Regions from separate parts of the Mus musculus genome. Here region 2 is linked to region 1. The links are chromatin contacts, called in public ChIA-PET maps. All regions are on one chromosome and are shown on one strand. The core of a region is the stretch at or near the end of the contact, and the rest is flanking DNA. Distances in the headings are between cores, read along the strand shown.

Region 1 (3,011 bases), core at 382-2,881:
CTTTTTGTTTCGATTTGACAGTTTTTGTTATATAAGGTGTTTTTGTTTTTTTGGTTTTTTTGTTTGTTTGTTTGTTTGTTTGCTTGCTTGCTTGTTTTTGACTTTCATTTCTGTTTTATTTGTTTTGTGAGAGAGGGAGAAAGAGAACATGAAGTTCAGTGGATGGGTAAGGAGGTAGGGAGATCTAGGACTAGGAGAGAGGAAGACACGATCAAAATATATTGTATGAGAAAAAATAAATTAAAAAAGATATGGAAGAATTCAGCAGTAAATAAAAAGAAAAAGTCTCTTGCTTATGATAAGCCAACCATGCTTCATTGGAAGGGCATGTGTCTAAGAAAACAAAGGCAGCACAAACTGGATGGGGTGAATGGGAGAGAAGAGAACACAAAGCTGGTTTGGTAAGGATAACTTGGGAGGAGTCACTGGGGAAGTGAATCTGATCAAAACCCATTGTATGCAACTTCTCAAAGAACTGATTTTAAAGTGAGTAGCTAATTAACTGAAATGACAAGTCTCTCCAAGTGCTCTACTCAGTAACTCATCATTTTCACAGCATTATGGGGGACAAGCAGGACTCACATCGCATTTAGTCGTCTGGGGATTGTCACTGCAATTACTTGCCTATGATGCTCAGAACTCTATGCGGAGAAGGAGGCAGGAAGATTGGAAGAGCCAGAGGTGGAGGATGGCTCCAAGAAAACTGTCTTCCAGACACAACAGGAGCAACATTGTGTCACTGTCATATGTGCAGCTGCCCATACTGTTACCTTGTATTCATCTGCCACTTCTGGCTCTTACAGTCTCAATGAATGAATAATGAAAATGTGGCGTATTTACACACTGGAATATTTTTCAGCTATTAAGAAAGATGAAATTTCGAAGCTCACAGGTAAAGGATACAGCTGGAAACAATCATTCTGAGTTAAGTATCCCTGCCAAGTGTCCCTTGCTTTCTTTCATTTGTAGGTGTTAGCTTTGACGCTTTAGACACATACATTTCATTTGGAATACCCACAGAGGTCAGGAAACCAGAAAGAGGGGTGGGGGTGGGGGAGCCTTCAGGGGAGGGGAGATACATAGTTTTTCTGTTGTTTTTTTTTTAACTTTAGCAGTTACAACCAAGACTCTGATTAGCCTGGTCAGGTAGACTTAATCCTGGGTGCAGGTAGATCCCAGCGTTGTGAAGACTGATGCTTTGTCAGGTTTCACACACCTTCCCATTGCTACCGTGCAAATGCTTTAAAGACCGTGAAAATCAAACACTAAACAAATCCAATCTTGTGACCAGAATAAAAAGCATGCCTGAAGGAATTCAGCCCGTGTGTCTAATAAAAATCAGTGGAGACCTTTCCAGGAAGATGATAGACTGGATAATACTTCCACCAGCTTCACTTGAACCCTTAAGGGAAGTTTCTCTAGTGCAGTCACTGAAGGAAAATCCATACTTCATGGCTTTTGCTTAGCATGGAGGAAAAACATACCAAGTCGCCTATGTTTGCAGGAAACGTGAGGTGCTGTGGGCAAAAGTGGGAAGAACCAATGCAAATTTAGCAAGCCAGATAATAACTGGGGAAACCCCGACTCTCACCATCACAGTCTCATTGTCTGAGGATGTGGCAGGCCAGGATTGGCTGACCTGTGAATGACCTTCTTAGACTGTGTAAACAAGGTCAAACAAGTGACATCACTTGGGGTGAAGGAATGAGTCATTAAAAATAGTTATCCCACCCACACTTAGAATTGAACAACTTCTTAGGGGTAATAAAATCTCTCTCTCTCTCTCTCTCTCTCTCTCTCTCTCTCTCTGAGCTCAGAGTTTCCCTGTTGTAATTCCTGTCACTGTGACAAGGACTTAAAGCACTCAATCTTAAAGAACCCAGACCACGCCTTCTTTGACTCCAAGGCAAACAACCGTGTTCTACCTTGAAGAAAATGTAAAGCTGGGTTGAACAGCTTTGAACCGTGTCCAAGCTTACAATGGTTTTCTTTAGCATGTATCAAAACCTAAACAACAATGCTGGGCTGTGTGTAACAGTGCAACAGTTAAGGACCTGGTTTGGCACTAACTGCATTAAGGTGGTCCCAGTTCCACTACTCTCTGGTATTGTAACTCAGGCCAGGTTCATGTGTGCCTTTCATGTCTTGCTCCTTGATTGACAACGGGGGTGGGGGTGGGGGAGGATAGTTTGACTGAGAATTACCTCCAGCCATTCATACATTTAAATACTTAGTCTCTATTGGTGGGCCTATTTGGGAAGGATTAGGAAGTTTAGCCAGGTTGGAGGAGGTGTGTTACTGGGACAGGCTTCAAGGTTTCAAAACACTCAGGGCATTCCCTGAGTTCTCTCCCTGGGGATCAAGGTGTGAACTTGCCACTATGTCTTTGCTCCACCATCATGGATTCTAACCTGTTGCAGGATATTTGATCACAAGGTGAACCCCAACATTGTTTTTTACAGAAAAAAAAAAAATAGCTGTTTCTAGTTATGATGTGGCTCAGCCTTAGCACACACCTTTAATCCCAAACAATGAAAGTAAAGTTAGTTTGTAGAAGGAAGCACTCATGTTTGAAAGTGATGTACAATTGAGTGGCAGGCAAAGTGACAAACCAGAGAAAGATTTGACAGAATAGGACGTGCCCAACTCTCACAAGGAGAGGAAAGGGAGGCTGCTTAAGAGAGCCGTGCAAATTTTTGGTGTTGCTTTGTGTAGCTACAGTAAATTGTGCGAGCTGTACTGAATGTTACAGAATTCATTAGGAGTAAAGCATGGGAATGTGGCATGAAATTTGGAGTGGGCATGGGCAGGTGGTTCTGCATGTAAATGTACTGGCTGTTCTTCCAGAGGACCAGGATTTGATTCCCAACACCCACCTATAACTCCTGTTCTAGAGGATCTCATACTGTCTTCTGGCCCCTGTGGGCACCACCAAGCAAGCAAACACTCATATAAATGAAATAAAAATACTTTTTTTTTAAGAAAAAGAAAAAAACAGAGAGAGAGAGAGC
Region 2 (2,837 bases), core at 131-2,630, 380 kb after region 1:
ATCCACAACTAAAATATGAGCAAAACCCATACTTTTTTTGAGGGGAGGGTCTCTGTAAACAGATCTGATTCTAAAATGTGTACATGTATCACTTCTGAGTAGTCCCAGAAACACTGCAGCAGCGGGAATCAAAGATAAACTTAAAACTTAGTTCCAATCCTCCGTGCTGGCTGCCGACAACCGCCTTCTTAACCTGTCATAGTATTTGAAGGAAAGCATTTGGAAGGAGAAGAGACACAAGTCTAAGGAAGCCCATTACAGAAACACCAGCAACCATGTCACCTCTCGCCAATCATTCCTCCACCGCTTGGAACCCGCCTCTCTCCACAACTCAGCGTTCACCACACTGATGGTCACTACTAGGCCTGGAGGTCCTTCGAAGCCAGACCTTTTTGCCTTTGACACTGTAGGTAAGCTTACCGTCAGTCCTTATTAAACAGTTTTTGAAACCCACACTCTACACTGGATACTTTGAAGGCACTCACCTTGTCGTTCCTTTTCAAGATCCAACCTAGAGCTTTCATGTATGCTAAAAGCAAGCGCTCTACCAGTAGGCTATATACAGCCCTATTTCAAATACCTTTTGATTGACAAGTCCAAACTTTCTGTCTTTTCTTGTCCTGGCTCCAAGGTCCACTGTGCAAAATTGATCTCACTTTTAACACTGCAACAGGAACCTACGAGGAACTGCAACCTTGCGCGTCTTAGAACCTGGAAACTAAAACTGTCCCTGCCTTCTGGCTGGTTGGACCTCCTAGAGCCACGCTGCTCCTCCCTCCTTCTCCCCACTCCGCCTGCTCCAGAAGTGATACTCCAACCTGTAATCCCAGACCGGGAGGCCAAGGATCTCCCATTTTGGGGATCCTGACACCTGTTCCGGGCCTCCAATGAACAGCTGCATGGGGAGAGCCCGTCCAGTCCTGGAGCCTACAAGGGGTGACCTACAAGGGGTGCCCCCGCAGTCCAGCCAAGCAGGACCTCCGCACACCACCCTTCCCCTCCTGACCCGGCATTGGCGTCCCGCCCTGAGGCAAGACTTTCCCCCAGACTGCGGCGAGAGCCAATCTCGTGGCCGCGCGGCCTAGTCCGAGGGCGCCTCATTCATCCACATGCCCCAAGCTGTCCGCTGCCCTCAGCCCGTCCCGGCGGCCGGTCTCCGGCCTAGCGCCAGCCTCGGAACCACTGGCCCGGGAGCCCACGGGCTCCTTCGGGGACTCACCGTGCACCGGGCTAACGATCGCACGGGGTCCCGGACTGCAAAGACCGGTGTCGCCGGCAGCCGGAGGTGGGGAAGAAGGCGGAGAGAGCGCAAGCCCGGCCCTCCGCCGAGCCGCACGCACGACGGCAGAGGCGACGGAACGGGCGGGCCGGGGCGGCACCTGTGCGCAGGCCACGCCCCCACAGGGTCACGCCCATTGGCCCGGATGCCCGGGCCCGGATGGGCGGGGCCTACGAGGAGGAGGGCGCTCAGCAGCACCGGGTTTCTGCGTCTCTCTACACGTGGGCTTCCACCGAGCCTCCAGGTTTCTTTCAGCTCCACTGCTCCGGTTCCGGGCTCCTGCTTCGTCTGGGATCTATCTTGTCCCTGACTGATCGTGCCCAGATCAGCCTTTGCTACCTGCACGGAGCCGCCCTTCTCCCCTTTCCAGTAACTTCTTTCAGATGGGTTAACGATGAGAAGCCATTAAACTTTCTTCAAGGGAAAAATGGACCAAGGAAAATTTCGGATCCAAGACGCACTTAACAGCCACAGAAGTGCATAAAACATTTAAAGAGTCACCATCTTCTTCCTCGTCGCCGCACATACATCCCTTTCCTCTGCGAGGTTAAGAACTATGAGAAGGAAACATGATTTCTTCCTGGTTCTAAAATGAGACTACTGCGATCCATCTCATAAGGCTATTGGTAGGATTAAATCAAATAATATGTATAAAGTCACCTTCTAACTACACTATGAGCTCCACTGGGACAAAAAGGTGTTTATTAGGTTTTCTCCAATGACTTTCAAGTATTTGTTACAGTGAATGTCCAGAAATTATAATTTTTTTTCAAACATACCAGTTGCAAATAAAAGAAAAGAGTGTGAATTGGTTGCTAATCCCCAATTTGCAGATGACAGAATAGTATCAGAAAAGTATCAGGTAAAGTTTCACAACTAAACTAGTGACAGAAGACACATGTCAAACCCTGATCTCTCTGCAAAAATCTGAGTTTTTTTTTTTAATTATGTTTATTGCCTATTGTATGTGTGCTTGTGTGGATTCGCTCTTGTATACAACAGTTCTGGTGAGGTCAAAGAACAGCTTGGAGTCAGTTCTCTCGTACTTTGCAGGTTCTGAGAATGAAACTCAGATTCGTAAGGCTTAGCAGCAAGCACCTCTCCATACTGAGCCATCTCACAGATCTAGAACTCTTCACTTTCTGTCAGAAACTTTTTGAATGGTGTGACTGACAAGCAGCAGCTGAGCCACTGTTTGTAATAAAATTGCATTAAGGTTTTTCTGTCACCCCGTGAGAGTGATCTTAGGAAAGCCTTAGAGCTCTTTTGATACATTTTAAAGACAGGGTCTTTGTCTTTAGTTTTGCTATTGGTTAAAGATTGTTACTGTCAAAGCAGTCACGTAAGTCCTTACTTTCTACAGTTACTAATGCACTACACACTCAGCCTAGTATCCTTGTCATCATTGTATGTGTAAAATAGACCCCAGGGATAAGCAGTACACAGCTTGTAACCGCCATCGAGCTAACGCACATGAACAGCACAGAGGTCTGAGACATTAAAAAATAACGCTATTTTCAATTACTCTGATCCCCCCCCACACACACACACACACACA

The links. ChIA-PET counts read pairs in DNA pulled down with a chosen protein or histone mark.
Region 2: an RNA polymerase II ChIA-PET map of memory CD8 T cells shows a contact between it and region 1, with 5 read pairs. The contact joins the promoter of Ola1 here to the enhancer-like site in region 1. A contact is called at or near these places in 4 of 115 datasets of contacts at active chromatin or transcription factors (astrocytes, bone marrow-derived macrophages, cardiomyocytes and 1 more) and 2 of 9 other capture datasets (adipose tissue and liver).

What each region holds. Positions count from the first base shown.
Region 1 is chr2:72,836,665-72,839,675 of GRCm38.p6, forward strand. The region is part of intron 1 of Gm39849 (a long non-coding RNA gene); the gene reads right to left. Among named protein-coding and RNA genes, the nearest start is that of Gm39849, 24 kb to the right of the region's middle. Within about 2 kb of position 1,632, at least 81 of the 459 cell types and tissues checked have an H3K27ac peak or open chromatin away from gene starts, as enhancers often do. A contact at or near this core is called in memory CD8 T cells, where this site is marked.
Region 2 is chr2:73,213,067-73,215,903 of GRCm38.p6, forward strand. It overlaps Ola1 (Obg-like ATPase 1), which reads right to left and starts at 1,381. Exons shown (of 11, transcript NM_025942.2): 1 at 1,220-1,381.